Regions from separate parts of the Mus musculus genome. Here all the other regions are linked to region 3. A link is a contact called in public HiChIP or PLAC-seq and promoter capture Hi-C data. All regions are on one chromosome and are shown on one strand. Each heading gives the region's core, a stretch centred on a gene start, on an enhancer-like site or on the middle of the called end of the contact. The rest is flanking DNA. Distances are from core to core; before and after follow the strand shown. Region 1 holds the start of Ptprn2 (protein tyrosine phosphatase, receptor type, N polypeptide 2). Region 2 holds the start of Vipr2 (vasoactive intestinal peptide receptor 2). Region 3 holds the start of Wdr60 (WD repeat domain 60). Region 4 overlaps Ncapg2 (non-SMC condensin II complex, subunit G2). Region 5 overlaps Ncapg2 (non-SMC condensin II complex, subunit G2).

Region 1 (3,893 bases), core at 222-2,721, 220 kb after region 3:
ACCCCCCCCCACACACACACATATACCCCTGAGCTCATCCATGTTTCGGCATCAGGGATCAAGGATATTCTAGACGAGCTGAGGATGGCACTTGAAGCAGTTCTTGGAGTTTGCAAGAGAATCGGTGTCATTGATGTCTGCTTAAGGGTCTTACACCGTTTGGGGGTGTAGTGTTCTAACTGCTAATGCTACTGAAAATGGTGAACAGAGCCAAAGTGATATGAGGCTTACCATCCTTCTTCCTAACCAGACAGGCATTTTCAGGACCACAGGCAACACCTTTGTAGGGGACCCTGTTGCTGTGAAGTGTTGCGGTGGTCTTCTGGAGTAACGGCTTTTTCTACTAAGGTACATTCTCACTTCCCCAGGTTGGGGGCACAAGGTCTGAAGGAGAGACTGGGATAAAAGATTTGGAAGGCAAAATCAGGATGGGGCCCAACAAAGGCGCGAGAATAGATGTCAGAATCTTCAGGCCCAACACCTAGTTTAGTTAGTTGTAGATAGGCCGGACTGAAAGATAGCTCCGTCACTGCTGCCCCAAGCCCCAGTCAGACCAAATAGAGGCAGTCTTTCTCCAAGGGACCTTGTGGCAAGGGGCATTAAAGGGAGGGATGGAAGGAAGTGAGAGGACTGGCCAGGCAAGGGAGGGCAAACTCAGGATGGTGGTTGGGACTCCTAGCAGTGACACAATGACACGAAATGGAAAGATACTGGCTCTATGGGAGACCTGAGGGAGGAAGTGGGCTGTTCCCTTAAACGCAAGCATGCATACGTTGAGACTGTTACATTCAAAACAAACCCACTCACATATACACACACACCTCCCACAGTCTTCAGATGCCAGGGGTACCACCCCATTGAATCCTGCCTTTGTCTATGGGTCTTTTGGAAAGTGGTCTGAGAATCTGCACTTGGTCCCTCAGCACTGGCCATTCCAGGGATAGACTGGACTGTGAGCATGGAAGGCCCCCAGGTAAACATGTCTAAAATTCGGACTCGACGCCGCATGGGGTACACTCCACGGTCACTCTGACTCCTTTTGTTCTGTTTGAGGACTCCATCTGCAACTCCCACCCCATCAGCCTCCTATTCAGGCCCTGCACAAAGTTGAAGTTTTCCTCTCTTGGCCTACCTTCGAGATGCAGCTTCCAGTGGATCTATGCCTGCAGACCCCAACAGCTGCCACCACTTACTGCGGACAGTTGAGTTTAAACACTGAATAAGAGGGAGTTTGGTGTTTCAGCAGCACAACCACACTTCCAAGTGTCCTTTCTCCACGAACCGATCTGGACACTGCAGGGTGACCCTCGAAGATCCCAAGCAGAAGGGACCACAGCTTGTGGGGATAGAACCCGCTTCTCGGGAGGGGAGCGAGCACCTCCTGCCTATCCCCCGCGAGGTGGGCGTGCCTGAACGTGCATGGCTGACAGAGGGCGTGGTCATGGGCGGGGCCGGCGGCGGGGGTGGGGCCGGTGGCGCTGTCCGGTGCTGAAGCTCGGCCGGCGCCGCCGCAGGAGCGCTGAGAGCGCCGCGAAAGGAGCTGGCGCCGCCTCGCTAAGTCCCTATCGGTCCTTGCTCCCGCGCGGCCATGGACTGAGCGCCAACCGGCTGCGGGGATGGGGCCGCCGCTCCCGCTTTTGCTGCTGCTGCTGCTACCGCCGCCGCTGCCTCGCGCTCTGCCCGCCCCCGCGTCTGCCCGCGGCCGGCAGCTCCCGGGGCGCCTGGGTGAGTGAGGGGCGCGGGGATGGGAGCTGGCGCTGGGTTCTGTGTGCCCGTGCGCAGCCGCAGGGCCCGCGGGCCCGCCGTGCGTCTTCCGGTCCTCGCCAGCTACGTGGGGCGGGTCTCGCCCCCCTCCCCGCCTCAGTTTCCCTCCCCAGTGACCGACCCCACCCCCTTTGGCTATGGGCCCCTGCGTCAAGGACCTGGGACAGCTCAACCATACGGTTGTCCACGCCCCGCGTGTTTGTGCATCCCGGAGTGTCCACGCTTTGCGCGTGCCCCAAGTGTCTATGAGCCCTGCCTGCTCTCGTGTTCCCTACGTGTGTCCGTGCGCTCCGCGTGCTACCTGAAGGGCCAGGACGTGGCTTAGTGAGTGGCTGGGTCCTTCCATGGAGGCTGTCCTCTCCTGCTACCATGCGCTGCGCCTGCCTTTTCCCTCTCACGAGGCAAATCCTCGGTCTGCCGGTGAAGACTGGACCGACATTTTCCTTTCCTGACACGCGGAAGGAAAAGGAAAGGCGACAGGGAGGGAGGGCGGAACTGGTGGCCTTTCTGACATGGCACCTCCCTCCTGCTAATCTTGTCTGTTAAGGAGATTTACCACAAACCCAATGTTTGTAAGAGGCTTTGGGGCCAGAATTACAACACATAATGGACTAGAACAATCAGTATTAGAGGAGAGAGTGTGCACGCCTGTGGATGGTAGGCAGTGAGGGGTGAGCTGCAGCCTTGGCCCGAGCTCCCCTCAGGCTCCACACCTCCTTCCTCCCGCCTCTGGTCTTCAGAGGTGTTTCAACCTTGCAAAACTCAAAGAAAGGGACTGCAGAGAGGAGGGATCTTTGCTCTCCCAGCCCTTTGGCTGGCTTAGGGCTGGTTCCCTAGGCTTTCCTGGCCTCCTGATCTCTCCACACCGAGGGTCTAGTTTAGTTTGCAGGAACTACTTAGGATGGAAAGTAGGCCCTTGCCTACCACATGAGACTCCTTGAACAGGCATTTTTTTCCCCAGTCTACTTCCCCCATGACCAGCTCACAGGCCCCTTATTCCTCACTGAGTGGCTAAATGTGTCCTTTATTCAATAGGGGTGTGTGTGTGTGTGTGTGTGTGTGTGTGTTCTGGATGTGTGTGTGTGTGTGTGTGTGTGTGTGTGTGTGTGAAGCTTTTGCCTTGTTCACCCCAGATGAACCCAGAAGACTAAGATATACATTAATTTTCTCTCTCCTATTCCTTTCTTACTGGCTAGAAACTGGCCTGTTACTTCTTGGGAGAGCTGATTGCCCAGATGGCCAGATGTCACCCTTCACAGGCACAAGGCTGCAAACAGGTCAGGGAGTAGCAGGACACCAGAGGTGGCCCTACCTTATGGCAGAGCACGGGAGGAGATGCTTTCCTAGGTAGTCGATGGCTCATAGCATTTTCTCAAAACCACAAAGAAAGGGGAAGAAGGTTGGGGATGTGAGGCTGGCAAAGGTAACCCAAAGACAGAAATGTTTGGAAGTAAGTCGTCCTGGGCACCTGCCTAACACAGCAGTGTTCTCTTGACAACAACCAAAGTTGAGGCAGGTCATCAATAGGTGTGACCTGCATTGCTGATCCACCCTAAACATGGCAGAAAGTATTGTCTGATGGCTCAGCAAGGAGGGTCAGGTTAATGACTGTTCCCCTGTCCATCTTGGGGTGGGCATGCTGTCACTGACTGTGATATCATGGGTCATAAGCCAGTCTCAGGAGTGTTTGTTTTGTGGGGCAATAATACAGACCTAGCTTTTGTCAGGAATGTTTTGAAGGCAACATCTACAGCTCTCTGTTCCCCCAGGCACTTGGACTTGGCTTCTGCCATATGCACCGATCCCAGAATTCTCTCTCTCCCCTTGGGCTGACTGCATGGCTCTACCTGAGTGCTGCCACCCATTCTTAGGACACTAGAGACTACATAGGGCCAATAACTTTGTGAAAGGTAGCTGCTGCTATGCTCTTGTCTTGTAATAGCTCGACTCAAATAATTGTACATAATCGAAGAAACAAAGGGAGGAATATCTGACAAAGCTGAGGCATCTGTTGTTACTCTCTCTCTCTCTCTTCTCTTTCGGTGCTGGGGCTTGAACCCATGGCTTTGAGCCTGCTAAGCAAGCCTTGTACCACTGAGCTACATCTATTTTTTTTTTTCATTTAGCTA
Region 2 (3,620 bases), core at 611-3,110, 190 kb before region 3:
GGGACTCTGTGACCACATCCTAAGAGAACAGAGGGTTAGCTAAAATGGCTTGTGAAGAACTCTGCCCCAAATGCTGCTGCTGCTGCTGCTGCTTTGGGTATGAGAAGCCTCCGTGATAGTGAGGACTGAAACCCTAGAGTCTGGAAACCAGAGCAGCCACTCAAGTGGAAGGTGCCAGGAAACTGCCCAAGAGGATGTCAGTGGGGAAGGGATAGGAAGGCCAGACATCAGTAGGTAGAGATGAAACGGGGCTAAGAGCAGGTCTGGAGGATGCTGGAGGGCACAACACAAGGCTGAACTCAGGTTCATATCCAGGCTGTGAACAATGTGAAGTCCCATCAGAACCAAGCAGTCACCATAGGCACAAGAGTCTCTCTCTCTCTCTCTCTCTCTCTCTCTCTCTCTCTCTCTCTCTCTCTCTCTCCTTACCCCAATTCAGAAGAATGGAGAGACCTTGAAAGACATGACCAGTCTTTTTAGGACCTTCGCTCCTCCAGGATACCCCCAGGAAAACAAGTCCCTCTTGTCTCCCCGTGCCTGTATCTCATCCTTGTCAGGACTATCACTTCATCTCATCATATATGCCATTGCTGTGGTTGGAACCCTGGCGTCTCACCCAGTTTTGACCAATAACATCCGGACGTGACTTTAGAATGCATCCCTCACAACAATTCAGGTGTATCAGCTCTCCTAATTCTAATTGTAACCCTCTGGGATGGAGCAATGGCAGGGGTCGATGTTGTGATTTACAAATGTGCAGGTGGATCAGGTTCACTGGCTGAAACAGCGGACAGGGGTTGTGGACAAAGCCAGAGCCCAAGCTTCCTGGCCCCAAGCTGCAGACCTAGTGCCCAGACCTTCTCCTCCATAAAATCCCCTGATGGACAAACACAGGCAGATGCACAGATAGTGGAAGGGTGACAGAAAACAGATAGAAACCTAGGTCCAAGGGTACACGGGGCTCTGATGTCATGGAGCACATGATGAACTCAGTGGGGAGAAAAATAATGGGCAGATAGACACCCCAAAGTGTGAAGGATACATTTTGTACTATTTCAGACTTCTGACTTTGGGCTTGAAATTATATCTGAATAAGAAGTTTAAAACTTGCCTGCTTTACTTAATGGAGTACTATTGTCTGCTGGTAGCTTTCTGCTCTTCCCTAGACTGGTCTGTCGACAGACAGCCAAACCATAGCTGAACAGTGGCAGTGTCTCCACAAGCCTAGTGTACAATGAGCCACACACGTGTCACCTGAGGGTTTGGGGTGCCGATGAGCAGACCCACTTTTGCGTTGATGAAGTCTCTGCTTTCTGTTCAACTTGGCCTTAGGCTCTCAAGGGGAGCCATGCAAGAGCTTTCTCTTTTCTCTCTGCTCACACCAGTGCAGACCTAACCATGGTCGTCCAGCCACTTTCTGCACTTTTTCCTTGTGCTGCACACAGGCTTCGCATTTGCACAGGGAGTTGGTGCCAGATGCTACCTCAGCGCTCAAGTTCCCTTACCTGGAATTGGGCAATGCCCTCTGTGGGTGAGCATCTGCTTACTTGAGCCACCAGCTCTCCAAAGGCTTGAACACGGCAGCCCACAGTGGGGTCGCAGAGGAGGGAGGCAGTACAGCTCGGTTAGCAGAGGGAGCCTGGGAGGAAGGAGCGCGAGAGAGCAGGGCTGACAAGGGAAGTACCCAGGCCAGGAGGGGGTCGGGGTGAGGCCCAGGGTCTTGCACTTCAGAGGGAAGTAGGGGTGGAAGGAGGGACGTTTGGACAGAGATCTGGTGGACCGGAGTGCCAGAGAGAGACTCCGCAAAAAGGAGAAAGGGGCGCGAGGCGGGGACTGGGCCGAGGGGCGGGGCCGGGACTTGCAGCCTGGAAGGCGGAGAGGGCGATAGGCGCGAGACTGAGGAAATCCGCGCTGGGAGGCCCGGAGCAGGGGACCGTGCTGCTGAGGCGCCAAGGACCGAGGCAGCACGCTGAGCCCAAGATGAGGGCGTCGGTGGTGCTGACCTGCTACTGCTGGTTGCTGGTGCGGGTGAGTGAACCCGCGCCCACTTCCCGAAGAGGCGCATCCTGCAGTGGACCGCGGGGCTCACCTCCGAGTCCCAGCACGAGCGGGCGGAGCGTGGGGCCAGGGGAGACAATCCAGAGCAGAATGCTTCCTACTGAGCCTTACCAAACCCTGGGCTGCTGGACTCAGGGGAATTTTCCTATTCCCACCGCCGTTGCGGGTTCGCCAGAAGTGGGGTTGAAGTTCTCCTCGACCCCCGCCCCTGGGACGACCTGGGTCCTGGTCTGGCAGTGCTCCTGGAGTTGGGAACACCCCTAGCACCCAGCGAGAAGAGTGGCCGCTGCCCGGGCCACCTGCTCTGACTTTGCTTCCGATAGAAACTGCTGTTACTCTGTGGTTAAATATTTCTCTTTCCATCTCCTGGTCTGAGTGTTTGTTTAGTATGTGACAGAAGGAAAGTGCTGTGGCTAAGAAAGTTTCCTTTTGGAAATACTCTCTTTTTTATTTCTTCTTCTTCTTCTTCTTCTTCTTCTTCTTCTTCTTCTTCTTCTTCTTCTTCTTCTTCTTCTTAAGAGAGCCAAAAGAACCCCTGAACCGAAGTTTGTTACATGGGTTGCATTGGTTTTATGTAGTTCTCCGGAACTCTACCCTTTATTTGAAAACCTTTCTTAAGAAAGAAAAAGAAGGGCTTGAGCCTTATTTCTTGCATTTGCTTCTCTGCTCTGAGAACTGTATCCCTGTGGAGCTTAAGGTTTCCACACATATCTAGGCCTCCGGCTGAGGGAGCCAACTAAGCTTAGTGTGTGCAGCAAGAGGGGAGGGGATGTTTAAGGAAATCCATCCGTCATTGTTGATGAAATTTCAGTTTTCTGGAGCATATCTTCTCTGCCCCCACGGGCAGCTGAGGGAAGCTTCCCAAGGATGCTCGAGAATCCTCGGGACTCCAATCACTTTAACCTTTCAGACATCCCAACATTTCATCGTTCCCCATGTTCCAGGAATGTCAGCAATACCAGGCTTTTAGCACCTTAATTTATCATCTCATCAGTTCTGAAATTCAGATCAGTGAGTTGCTATTGCTTGACCTCCGAATCTCTGCATTTTAGTGGTTGTGTAGCAATGAGCTGGTAAATCCAAGGTACCTCAAGTGATTTTAAATGAAGTGAATGTAGCAGAAAAATTCAACATTGAGTTTTGTCCTTTGATTCTATTGGGAAATTGTATTCCTCGTTGGGATGCTAGCTGGCCTAGATCAACAGTAGGATAACTAAACACAGAGATAGCCATACCTAACTGAGCAGGATTCCTTTGCATTACTGTCTTGTAAAAGCAAATTTTTGTTAAGACAGGGAGAAACTGAAGCAGACAGACAGACAGACAAGTAATGAGAGTGAGTGCTCCACAAGGAGCCCAGCCTGGGAGGAAGGACACTGGGTCTTTATAAGAACAGCGATCAGAAAATGCTGCCTTCCTGGACTGCGAGCTCAGATGCTCTCTATACTCTCTGGCTGGCGCTCAGCTTCAGTGCCTAAGGACTCCGTGAAAGCTTTGCAGAAACCTTCCATGGCTCCTTGGATCAGATCTGTTTCTCTCAGCGCTGCCTCTTCCATCCAATC
Region 3 (3,886 bases), core at 318-2,817:
GCATGGGCCTGCAGAGGGACACTCTTCCCCCACACCACACCGCACCCCTACCAAACATATCCCTGGCTTCTTTTTCTTTTTTATAAAACACAACAATGGCAGTTCTAAACATTTATGCACCAGACACAAGAGTGCCTATGTTCATAAAAGAAACACTACTACAGATAAAAACCACAGTGGTAGTGCATGGCTTCAATACCTGACTTCCATCCAGACAGGTCATCCAAAAAAAAAAAACTAAACAGAGAAGTTGCTGGAGTTTAAAAAAGCAAATGAAAAAACAAAACAAACAAAAAATATCGTAAGTCAAATTGACAGACAAACACACACACAAATATCCCACCCAAACTCTAAAGAATATTCTTTCTTTTCCAAAGCTCATGATCACATATTAGAACACAAGGCAAGCCTCAATACATATAAGAAAACTGAAATAGCACCCTGAATCCTATCTGACCACCATGGAGTAAAGCTGAATATCAACAATACCAAACAAACTCATGGACACTGAACAACTTACTACTGAATGAAAATTGAGTCAAAACAAAAATCACAGAGGAAAATAAACTTTTTAAAACTGAATAAAAATTCAACATAGCCAAACCTACAGGGCACAATGAACACAGTTTGTAAGACGAAAGTTCATAGCACCAAGTGTCTCCACCAAAAAACTAGAGAGGTTTTATATTGGTAATTTCATGATGCACCTGAAAGCCCTAGAAAAACAAGAAGAAATAATAACCCCAAAAGAGTAGATGGCACAAAAAAAAAAAAATCAAACTCAGGACTGAAATCAAAGAAACTGTAACAACACAAACCAGTACGAAGAATCAATGAAACTAAAGAGCTGACTCTTTCAGAAAGATCAACAAAATGGGCAAACTTTTACCCAGTAAACTAAAAGATGGAAAGAGAAGACCTAAATTAATTAAAGCAGACAAGGGTCCTTTATAATAGACGCTAAGGTAATTCATAGGATTTATCATGAGTTGTTAATAGGGCCATAAGGACATACTTTAAAAACCTGTATTGCACCAAACCGGAAAACCTAAGAGATGGATTTTTGATATAAACGACCTACCAAAGTTAAAGTCAACAACCTTCTACCTTAACGAGACTCATGTTTCACCTTGCGGCACTTTTTTTTCAGGAGTCCTGTGCCTTCCTGAAGTTGACACTCAGCCTCGCCTCTGGATGAGTCCAGAAACTCCTCCACAAACCGCACCTGGAGCTAAGAAGTGAGAGGCAACAGCAGAGCTGAGACCTCGACCCAAACTCCGCCTCCAGCTCTCTCCTAAGTGCAGGCCCAGGAGGAACCCGATCTCCATTGCCAAGAAAGAGGGGGGTAATGGGGGCGCGGGCCGGACCAGGCTGGGCCCCGCGGCGCACCGACCTTCCCAGGCTCCATCGCTCCTCGAGGCCGGGACAGCCGCGTGTCCTCGGCCCAGCAGGCGCGGGCCACCGGAGGAAGATAAACCCGCCGTCGCTCAGCTCTACCAGCCAGCCAGGCCTGCTGCGACTTGGGTCCCAGGAGGGCCGGCGTCCCCGCCTCCTAGCAACGGGCCGAAGGCGCTGGCCCAGCATGCCCCGCGGCCGTCCCCAGCACGCGCGCCTGCGCGCCCGTGTTTTCTGCAAACACGCAGGAGCCTTTTCTTATGTCTTGAGTTTCTTTGTCTGATCCTTCTTTGACCCTCACAGTTGACAACGAGAGATGGGAAGGAAACGGTGATTGAGCTTTATACTTGAACAAGGCTTTGCCTCCTCAACTCACACCCTATAGACTGTCTTTTCATGAAAATCATTTGTGGCCAACTGCGGCAGCGCACACCTTTAGTTAATTCTATTACAATGGAGACAAGGCAGAAGGATCTTTGTGAGTTCAAGACTAGGCTGTCTGCCTAGCGATACTTAGGAAGTATCTAGATCGTATGTTAGCATTCTGAGCTTTTTCTGCAGATGAGAAGTTTACTATTCGCACACTTTTCTAAGTTACATATTACTGTAACCCACGTTAGAATTTGACTTTCCACTCACTTAACACCACACAAAGGTCACTAAGCCAAATCCTTGTCATACAAAAGGTACTAACATACATTAAGTCTTTCATCTTTGCTTAAGGTCTATTATCTTTGTTTCTACTAATCCAGTACATTTCTTAGAGGGAAGGTAATCTTGGTGTTGGCTGTGGTTTATTTTGGTCCAGTTCTTACAGAATTTTACTGGTTCTTGCCTATGGCCATTTCTGCCTCATGAGCACTGAGGTTAGAAGCAGGCTGCCCCATCTGACTTTTACGTGGGTGATGGTGATCCAGACCCTGGTCTGCGTGCTTGCATGACAAATGCTTTATCTACGGAGCTATCTCCCCAACCCCAGGAGCTACATTTTCAAAAGTTGAAAAAGGTTAAATTTAATAGTATATTTTACCAGAGACAGGCATAAACTGTTATCACTTTAACGTGCAGTATATATTTGAAGTATTAACGTATTTTTAAAAACTTGTAGTGTCTTCAAAATTCTTTACTTACAGAATATGTCAAGACTAGCCACCTCCCAAGTACCCAAAGCCCACATGTGATTAGAAGCTTCTTTAATGAGCAGAGCACACCTGTAACAAAGGGTCTGGATTTCATGACTGGAGAGATGGCTAGAGATGAAAAGGGAGGTGTGTGCAAATTTGTGAAGGGTATTGAATGTCATGACACAAAACTTCTTAATGTGAAGCTACAAAGCATTCAAATGGGAGACAGGTGCTATAGTTGGATGTTGGGATAGGTTCATGGGGAAAGAATAAAGTCAGGTAATGAAGGGGAAGGATCGAGTAAGGAACACCACTCTCTGCTCACTGCAGTCGCCTAAATATTCACACACTGTTCAGATGCATGGCCTGCCTGGGAGATGGATCCTTCACCCTGTCCATTCACTCTTCCCAAACATTCCTGTGTTGGTCCAGCACCACTTTCCTACAGATTTAATTCAAAGTTTATAACTTATGTACTTGTTGCTATCCTCCGTTCTCTTTTGTGTATAGTCTTCATTTTTAATTTCCATGTCCCTAATTAGATTATACACTAATTTATAATTTCACATTATTATGGATACAAACAAAGCCTTTTTATTTCACAGTGAAAACCAACTTTGTTACAAAACTCAGTACCTTTCTCTCACATCTCTCTAGGCTTTAAAGTCACATGTGGCATTGGCAGGATGTCTTTGTATATTGGTGTTCCATAAAGACTACCTATATTGTTAACATAAGCTAGGTATTTATACAAAGCGGCAATGAGACAGAACAGCATCAGTATCCTACCCTTCCCCAGGGTGTACACTTCCTTTTCTTCTTTCCACCTTTGATAGTTGGAACTACTTAGGCTAGTGGAAAGGCTGGACTGAGTCACCCTTTCTCTAGGCTTAGCTACTGGAGATAGCTGCCACACTGGAGCATAGCCAGGCTGCCAGATATGCCTCAAGAGCTATTCCAGAGGACTACTCAAGACCTTGGCTATATCTGATGCCCTGTGACTAGTTCAGTTCAGGAGTCTTTACGATGGCTACAGCAGCTTCGGGTGCCCTGAAACTTTCCTGAATTGATATCACTCCCCTACCTCTACAGCCACTCTGAATGTTCCACTCTGATACTCAGACAGAACAAGCATCAGGCCCAGCATGCCTAGGAAGATGGGCAACCCTCTGCTAGAGACTCCTTCAGCAGCAGAAAGGAGACTGCATGTATGCCCATGTCTTCCCTTATTGTCTGCACAGGCAGCTCTGTTCTCACTCACTCTCCTCAGGTCAGTCCAGACAAGCCTCCATCACACTTGCTACTCTCAGCAGCGTAGTATATTGTACTGTGCTGCAGCATAAATCTTAATAAAGCTGCTTTCCCAC
Region 4 (3,707 bases), core at 501-3,000, 180 kb after region 3:
TGCCTCTGACAGAATGTATGACAAGAAGAGCTCTACTGAGCTATGACCTTGTATCTTCCCAAGGCCCCAGTCATCTTCTGTGGTATGGACATCCCAGTTACTGAGCTCTATGCAAATGTCTTCCTACATTTGAAATTTTCATTTTTTTAAAGTCCAGTAGTTTAATGAGAGAGGCCTTCCTTCATTGAATTCTGTTTAGCACATTTAGTTGAGTGAAGTTAACCATTGCATTCAAGAGATGTGAGTGATAGATATAGCTTGGAATTGAAATAACCAAAATTCATTCATCACTTCATTCATCATTTAGGAATTGTTTTGCCTAAGGGCTGAATCTATTTTTAATTATGCATAAAATTTAGTATTGTAGGACTAACCAGATTTTGCAGTCCAGTTAGTTCATTTTATCACATAGTACTGCACAATCCCTTTAGATCAGATTCAGAGCTGGACCTGAGTCCAGTAGTTTAGGGAGGTAAGACCTAGAATCTACTATGTTTCGAAATTTTTGCTCTGCTTGAAAGAGGCAAAATGAATAAACCATTTTCAGAAATTAGTTATATGTCTTAGTTACTTTTCTATTGCTCTGATAAGACACCATGATTAAGGCAATTTATAGAAAACAGAGTTTATTGGGGAAGGGAATCTCTGACTTTCATGGCAGGGAGCATGGCTGCAGGCAGGCAAGCATGGAGGTGGAGTAATAGCTGAGAGCTTACACCTTGAGATACCATTAGTCAGAAAGAGAGAGAGCTCACTGGGAATGGCATGGGTTTTGAAACCTCAAAGCCTGTCCCAAGGACACCGCCTCCAACACAGTGGCCCAGATTAGGATGTCTGGGTCTTAGTCAGCAGTATCCTGGTTTAAAGAGTTCATCGCCTGTCCCTTCAGTGGACATTCCACAGACATGTATATGAGTAATGAGTTCTTCCACCCTCCTCTGAATGAGAGTAATAGATCCTTGAAAGTTTCTGTTGTGGTTTAGTGATTTTATGCAGCTGCTTATTGATTCTGGCAGTCTTAGACCTAGAGAGGATTCATAGAGAGCTTCTGGGGTGGGAAGTCTGTCTTCCTTTTAGCAGGAAGGTTTGGGAATATAGTTGGTTACGGTCTCTGGCAGCTTGCTGGATTTTTAGTCCATTTTGTAAGCGAATGGCTTTACCCTTTGTTATCCAGGCCCATTGTCTGGACATCCTTGTAGTCACCTGAACAATAGGCTTTCTATGAGTGACATCATTTCTGTGCTTTACTACATGCTTGTTTTATCTTAGTGTATCTTGTAGCATGGATTCTGGCAGGAGGCTTGCTATCCAGTATCCAAAAGTTAAAGGTTAATCAGCACCTGAGCCATGCGATGGGTGGGAAAGGGTGATAAGGCACGCTTGAAGTTTACTGCGACAGGCCACTGTCTCTGTTTTTGTGGCTTTTACTGGAAAGATGGATTAGAAAGGTAAATGGAGTAATAGTGTTATCAGGCTTACACAGAATGAATTTGAACAGATTATGTACCCAGTGGGAGGTAATTGGAAAAAACAACAAACAAAGGAATACAATTACTACTGAGTATCAGAAATCTCTTGAGGTTATCAAATGATATTGAGAGATGGGAGGTTGGAGTTGTCCTTTTTGGGTTTTCACTTAGGTTTTAATATAAGAGAAAGTTTCTGTTTTCTAAATCATGTGTCATAGGAGTCACACTGCCAGTTGTTTACATGCAGTGACCAAAGTTCTTATTTTACTGACAGAGTCAGCTGTACTGTCGCTGCTGGCTAAGAAGTTTTTGTGTGCTGGGTTCTAGTTTGGGTCAGTCTGATGAAATGCTTAGTGCTGACTCAATAGTAATAGGTTCTGCTATCCTGCCATATACATATGTATTGAGCAATTTCAACTAAATCATGTGCTTAGGTAATTAATGTTTCTTTTCTCTTTTTAGTGAAGGGTTTTTTTTATGTTTCATTACTTCTTGGCATTCTGAAGGAGATAGCTGGAAACACCATAATTCACAAAACAGATTCAGATGAAAAAGTCACAGTGCTGTTTGACTTAGTCCAGGAAGTGTTTCAGAAGATGTTGGAATGTATTGCCTGTATCTTCAGGAAGCAACCTGAAGAAAGTCTTCCGGTATTGTGCTTGAATGGGCTGGGTTATTTGATAGGGGGTGGTGGTGGGGTGGGGAGGTGGGTGTTAGTAGGAAGGGTGGATGGGTATTTTCAGGGCGACTGGGTTAGATGTGTATAGAGACTGTGGCTGTCCACATTGACTCTTACTGTGCTGTCTGCTAAAGGCATTGAGTGATGGTTGATGCCAACCCTAATGCCAGGCATGCTTGCATTCTTTGGTGGCATGCAGATCCACATTCTATAGCTCGGTGACTGATGGCCCAGATAGAATATATTTGTGAAGATGCTCATTTGAACAGAAACAGTGACTACCTGGGAGAATGCTAACTCCCATCATTTGTTAATGTCCCCATGTCCCTGAAGGGACCATAGTTTTCTCTTGATGGTAGAAAGCTCATAGACTGGGATGACTGAAGAGCCAGGTCCTAAAAAGATTAAAGGAATAGACCTGTTCCTAAAATAGTACAAAGCCAGTTCCTGAATAAATTCTATCATTAACAGAGAGCCACTTTTTTCTATCAGTAAACTGTTACTGTTTTAATTTTTAAAAAATGTTTAAATGAGAGGTTATTTATGAAATACTAAAGAGTCTCGATTTTATTCTAGCCTTTCCTGATGGAAATATGTGAACATTGCTGACATATTGTTTATGTGGTTTATGCCTGATCTTAATATCCCTGCCAAGTCTACCCCATCTACTGAGTAGTGTCATTCAGAATATCCTGCCTGAGCTGATGGCTTTTAGTGTTACTGCCTTCTTTCTGTCATCCCTCCCTTTTTACTATTGGTATATTTTATATCATTGGTTTGTTTTATTTTTTTGTTATTGTTTTTGAGAGAGGTTCTTTCTACTCTAGCTTTCCTTGAACTCACTGTGTAGACCAGGCCGGCCTTGTAATCAATGAAATCAACCTGCCTCTGCCTCCTAAGGCATATGCCACAATACCCAGCAGGCATTTATTATTATTATTACTATTATTATTATTATTTGGAGGCAGTATCTTACTCTCTAGCTTAGGTTGGCCTGGAACTCACAATGTAGCCCAGGCAGGCCTCAAACTCACCTCAGTCCTCCCGCCTCAGCCTGTTGTTTTGCTTTTATACAGATGTGAGCCACCACACCTGGTACTTGTTTTCTTACCGCTCTACTGACAATGACTGATGTGATTTCTTGTAGCTCTTTCATTCTGTTCAGACCCCTCTTCATGAATTCATCACCACCATCCAGTCCTGGCACAAGGACACTGCAGTGCACCATGCTGTGCTTTCTACGTTGATTGCTGCACCTGTGGTTGAGATAAGTCACCAGCTGCAGAAGGTGAGGTCTATGGATCCTGAAACTGCTCTTTCTCAACTGTTCTGCTTATAGGACTTGGTCAGGTGTTTCTAGTTTTGGTCAGGACTGTTTGGCCAGTTCCTGTACTTTCCATTCAGCTGGTTGGCTGTCTGGAGCCCGATGGCAGCTGTGGAGCATGTGCTGAGGATGCCATCACTCCTGATGGAGGTGGATCTAGGCTCCAGGATGTGGACTTGTCTTTTGGTTCTCAGACTTTTGAGTGAGTTGATAGTTTCTCAAGCTTCCTCTTTGC
Region 5 (3,962 bases), core at 255-2,754, 200 kb after region 3:
GTCTACTTCTTCCATGTCCTTTTGTGCCTTTTGTGTAGGCTGTCTCCAGAAGGTGTGACCTCCCATTTAGGTGGATCTTCCTAATTCAAGTAATCTGACTAAGCAACTTGGGTTTTAGATCATTCTCATTTGTAGTTAAGGTGACAATCAAGAGCCATCTCAGCAATTAAGAGCACTGGCTGGTTGTTCTTTCTGAAGCCAGACATTGATTGCCATCAGCCACATGTCAGCTTACAACTACCTGTAATTCTAGTCCCAAGGAATCTTACAACCCTCATCGAGGCTCTGCAAGCACTACTTGCATGTTATGCTAGAAATTCGTGCAGCCAAAACACCCATACACATAAAATTAAAAATGAAGAGAAAAAAGGATCTTCAGCTCAGATTTTAATTAGGTCGATTGTTTTCTTTACTTGATTTGAAAGGATCTTTGTATACTTTTAGTACCACCTCCTTATATGTTTTACAAATATTTTCACCTAGTTGGTGGTTTATGCCTTTATTATTCTCTTGTTACATTAGTGTCCCCCAACCCCTACCCCTAGTTGACCTTAGGTCCATGTTGGAAAAACAGAGAATTTTAGTTTTATCAAAATCCAACTGTGAGTTTTGGTGTTGTATTTAGAAAATTATCTCCATACTGAAGTGTCAGAACATGGTTCAAGAGTGGAGTCATGTGAGGATTCTGAGTGCTTGTGAGAAAACTCCCAAGAAAACCAAGACAAGAGTCTTATGACCTCAGTTTCTTTAAGTTGTTCTTGTAATGTGTTTTTGTGCTTCTCCCAAGTGTAGCAGATAGGAGTGAGTTTACTTACTTACATTACTTATTATTGCTTGCTAGTGTTATTCAATTAAATGTTTAAACTCTCCTTTATGTGCCTCTGTGGGAAAACATGTTCTTGCCACATGTGGCTTGTCCTTGTAATTATATACAGCAATGGAATGTCACAGAACCTTGCACTTTGTAAATAGGTATGTGTAAGTCTGCAGTGGCACCCTGCAGTAATTTATGTAGGAGCTGTCCAACCATGTTACTTAAATTGGAGTGGACCCCTGAAAGACAGGGGAGAGACTGCCTCAATGTTCCTGTCACTGGGCTGGGTATTCAGGCAGTCCTCCCTTGACTGGGGGCAGAGAAGCGGTGGCCATAGTAGTTGAGTATGGTGGTGAAGGTGGATGATTGCTTTAATTTTTCTTGTTTCCTCATATACAGTAAATGGTCAGGACTGAATGCTGGGTAGGACGAGCCACATTGTGCTTCTGTGTGCTATGGAGCTAGTGAGAGTAGAGTTCAGAAAAGGGCAGTACTAAGAGAAGTACCCTCTGGCTGGACGCTGCCAGTGAGTGGGTGCTACTGAGCCTGTGCCTGGATGTGATCACCAGGGTCTCAGGGTATGGGCTCTGCGTTGGGTGCTGAGCCTGTTTACCTTTACGGCTGTGAAACTTGTGCTCTGTGTAGGGCACAGGCTGTTTTCAAATGTGTCTGCTGCAGACCATGTGTAAACTCTGCATTTGAGGGGAACTGAATCTGTGTCTTCTCTATTTCTTTCAGATTCCTATATGAGTCATCAATGAGAACTTTGGGAGAATTTCTGAATCCATGACAAAACCACCGTCAAAAACACTGGGTGTGTAGAAATAGAGAAAAGACTCATGAAAGTGAAAATGTGTGTCTTTTGTATATTGCTTTTTTTTTTTTCATCAGACTAAGCCCGGAGTCCTAAGGACCACACCCAGGTCTGACGGTGCCCAAAGATGGAGACCAGTACAACACTGGTGCTCTACTGTACCCTGTGCCTTTAACCAGCTTGCAGAGATGGAGAGTGATGAAAGTCATGTGAGAGAAAGACTGGCAAGCAGCTCACCACTCTCTCCAGAAGAGCTGGCAAAGCTTGTAGGAACTGTGGCATGGGCAGCTCTTACGTTCCTTGGCCTGTGACTTACCCATTATTTATTATTTGTTGTGAAATTCTCCTGGAACAGATTTCTCTTTGGCCTTTCAGCAGGGCTATCATTAGCCCACACAGGACCTTTCTTCAAAAGACAAAAAGAATCACTTCATCAAAATATTTTATTGCCCTCTGTTGAACAGTTGTAATATATACACTGATATGAAGTGTCTTGCTTACTCCATTGCACTTGGGCTCAGCTCAACTCTTACATCTGAGCTGTGACTTTTACATTTTAGCCTTACTCTAAGGGCAACAGCCTCCTTCTACAAAAGGCATTCTCAGTTCAGAGAAGATTTCTTGTTTGAGTGTTGCTGTGTACTATGCATAGTCAGGGACAGAGCAGGCATTAAGAAAAAAACAAAAACAAAACACAAAGGCCCAAAAGCCAACCAAAGTGGAAGTGAATTGAGGAAGGCCTGGACCAGGAGTGAGTTGCCACCTAGAAATGATTGTTGTTTCTCAAGCCACAGTGAAGTATTGCTCAGTGGATACACGTGCCCAGTTGCCTCTGTTTTCCCTCTGCAGGTCGATGGCAGAGGCATCGGCCTTTTCCTGTATTGACTATTGAAGAGTAAGCAAAGAACTCAAGAGTTAAAGGGTTGCCCTGGTCCTGTATAAATGATGGGTTAATGATACAAAAGAGAAAAAGGATCTTGTTTAAAAGTGACATAATATGCAGCCATACATAGGCAATAATGAGTTCATGTCCTTCGTTAAAAATGCTTAAAAATGATAGGAGGAACCATGGCACTAGCACCATGGTGGAAGAATCTGCTGGGCTGTAGGGCAATGCTAGAATTCTATAGCCTGTATTACCCCCTCAACATCCTTTCCCTAGCAAAGACTCTGGCAAGTAGGGTTGAGTAGCCTTAGAGAGCTCAGGTATGACTGACTACACTGGCGATGGAGGGTGGCCTCAGCAGGTGGGAAAGAGGAAAGGTACCAGATCAGGCTGAGGATTTGACATCACACAGGATTAGACAGTTGCAGAAGTTGAACCAGTGTGCCTTGCAGACAGCTATAATGACAAATTCAACAAGGATATGAGGGAAGTTGGCAAACTAACAAGACTTGACTTTGAATGATGTAATGTGCTGCTGGGAGGATCATTAGTATAATGGGAAGAATTTACATCATGACGTAGCATGCCTTGCAACTTACTGAGCTGATTATCCTCCAACTCTTAGGACTTTTAAAAATAATCATGATTGGGTTGTTTTAGTTCTCTTATTTTTATGAGGTGGTTATATTGAAGAAGAAGGAAGGTAGAGTCAAGATATCTGGTCCCTGAAAGTTAGATGTCAGATGATTTCAAAATTATAGCTAAATTTTTTAAATACTCTGCTTTTCGTTGATGGGTGAGGCCTACAGTATTCATTTTAATAGACAAAAAGGAACATCAGCAATACTTTGTTTAATTTATAGACTAACTTGGTCTGAGGTTTCAAAGACTGTTGAATGCTAATCCCTAGATGTTGCCTTTACTTTCAGTGTGAACACTCTCATGAGGTGACCATTGTTACCCTTGTTAGAAGTACTAAGATTAAGTTTTAAAAGCAATTTTTCCCATGTACTTGCTTATGGATGGCACAGTTTGGACAGGTAGTATTATTCCTTGGTCAAAATATTTCAGCTAAATATTAAGAATGAATTGGAATTATTAGACTTATTTTTCTTGCTATTAATCTTGTTGCTAGAGATATAACATAAAGATTGGGCTGGTAAAATTAAAATTTTAAAATATTGCTGCTAAAGACAAGGCCTTTGACTGACTTGAGAAGTCAGTTACTTCTTTTCTTTTTCAGTACATCAAATAACAATGTGTGATACAGGTGTTTTCTTTTGGGCATAAGAAAAACACTAAAAAGCAAAAGTAAACAAGGAAAAACAACAGCAACAAAACACAATGTAAAAATGTAGATAGACTCGAAGCATATTGACTCGAGGTTTAGGGTCAACTAATACAAGTTGTTAAGCTTGTGGCTACAAAGCGTTTGATAATATATATGA

Evidence for each region. Promoter capture Hi-C pulls out the DNA fragments that hold promoters and counts their contacts. HiChIP or PLAC-seq counts read pairs in DNA pulled down with a chosen protein or histone mark. Capture Hi-C pulls out chosen DNA fragments and counts their contacts.
Region 1: a FOXA1 HiChIP or PLAC-seq map of pancreatic cancer cells shows a contact between it and region 3. The contact joins the promoter of Ptprn2 here to the promoter of Wdr60 in region 3. A contact is called at or near these places in 16 of 39 promoter capture datasets (the C10 cell line, the HPC-7 cell line, cranial neural crest and 10 more), 5 of 484 Hi-C or Micro-C datasets (cortical neurons, embryonic stem cells and nephron progenitors), 2 of 115 datasets of contacts at active chromatin or transcription factors (bone marrow-derived macrophages and pancreatic cancer cells) and 3 of 9 other capture datasets (adipose tissue, liver and pancreatic islet).
Region 2: a promoter capture Hi-C map of adipose tissue shows a contact between it and region 3. The contact joins the promoter of Vipr2 here to the promoter of Wdr60 in region 3. A contact is called at or near these places in 17 of 39 promoter capture datasets (the 3T3-L1 cell line, 3T3-L1-derived adipocytes, the C10 cell line and 11 more), 2 of 484 Hi-C or Micro-C datasets (embryonic stem cells and trophoblast stem cells) and 2 of 9 other capture datasets (adipose tissue and pancreatic islet).
Region 4: an H3K4me3 HiChIP or PLAC-seq map of bone marrow-derived macrophages shows a contact between it and region 3, with 2.2 times the contacts expected there. The contact joins the enhancer-like site here to the promoter of Wdr60 in region 3. A contact is called at or near these places in 7 of 39 promoter capture datasets (the C10 cell line, the HPC-7 cell line, HPC-7-derived erythroid cells and 5 more), 3 of 115 datasets of contacts at active chromatin or transcription factors (bone marrow-derived macrophages, embryonic stem cells and stem cell-derived neural progenitor cells) and 4 of 9 other capture datasets (adipose tissue, liver, macrophages and 1 more).
Region 5: a contact with region 3 is called in a promoter capture Hi-C map of the 3T3-L1 cell line, with 2.1 times the contacts expected there. The contact joins the enhancer-like site here to the promoter of Wdr60 in region 3. A contact is called at or near these places in 13 of 39 promoter capture datasets (the 3T3-L1 cell line, the C10 cell line, the HPC-7 cell line and 9 more), 2 of 115 datasets of contacts at active chromatin or transcription factors (bone marrow-derived macrophages and embryonic stem cells) and 3 of 9 other capture datasets (adipose tissue, liver and macrophages).

Annotation. Positions count from the first base shown.
Region 1 is chr12:116,484,249-116,488,141 of GRCm38.p6, forward strand. It overlaps Ptprn2 (protein tyrosine phosphatase, receptor type, N polypeptide 2), which reads left to right and starts at 1,472. Exons shown (of 23, transcript NM_011215.2): 1 at 1,472-1,725. The coding sequence starts at 1,617.
Region 2 is chr12:116,075,866-116,079,485 of GRCm38.p6, forward strand. It overlaps Vipr2 (vasoactive intestinal peptide receptor 2), which reads left to right and starts at 1,861. Exons shown (of 13, transcript NM_009511.2): 1 at 1,861-2,028. The coding sequence starts at 1,981. It overlaps Gm46383 (a long non-coding RNA gene), which reads right to left and starts at 2,366. Exons shown (of 3, transcript XR_001780734.2): 1 at 2,170-2,366; 2 at 1,506-1,639.
Region 3 is chr12:116,261,458-116,265,343 of GRCm38.p6, forward strand. Wdr60 (WD repeat domain 60) reads right to left here and starts at 1,568. Exons shown (of 22, transcript NM_146039.3): 1 at 1,394-1,568. The coding sequence starts at 1,408.
Region 4 is chr12:116,441,006-116,444,712 of GRCm38.p6, forward strand. Ncapg2 (non-SMC condensin II complex, subunit G2) reads left to right here. Exons shown (of 29, transcript NM_133762.4): 24 at 1,932-2,119; 25 at 3,296-3,436. Among named protein-coding and RNA genes, the nearest start is that of Gm25112, 34 kb to the right of the region's middle. Within about 2 kb of position 1,751, at least 7 of the 459 cell types and tissues checked have an H3K27ac peak or open chromatin away from gene starts, as enhancers often do. A contact at or near this core is called in bone marrow-derived macrophages, where this site is marked.
Region 5 is chr12:116,459,012-116,462,973 of GRCm38.p6, forward strand. Ncapg2 (non-SMC condensin II complex, subunit G2) reads left to right here. Exons shown (of 29, transcript NM_133762.4): 29 at 1,553-3,962. The coding sequence ends at 1,604. Among named protein-coding and RNA genes, the nearest start is that of Gm25112, 16 kb to the right of the region's middle. Within about 2 kb of position 1,505, at least 29 of the 459 cell types and tissues checked have an H3K27ac peak or open chromatin away from gene starts, as enhancers often do. A contact at or near this core is called in adipose tissue and bone marrow-derived macrophages, where this site is marked.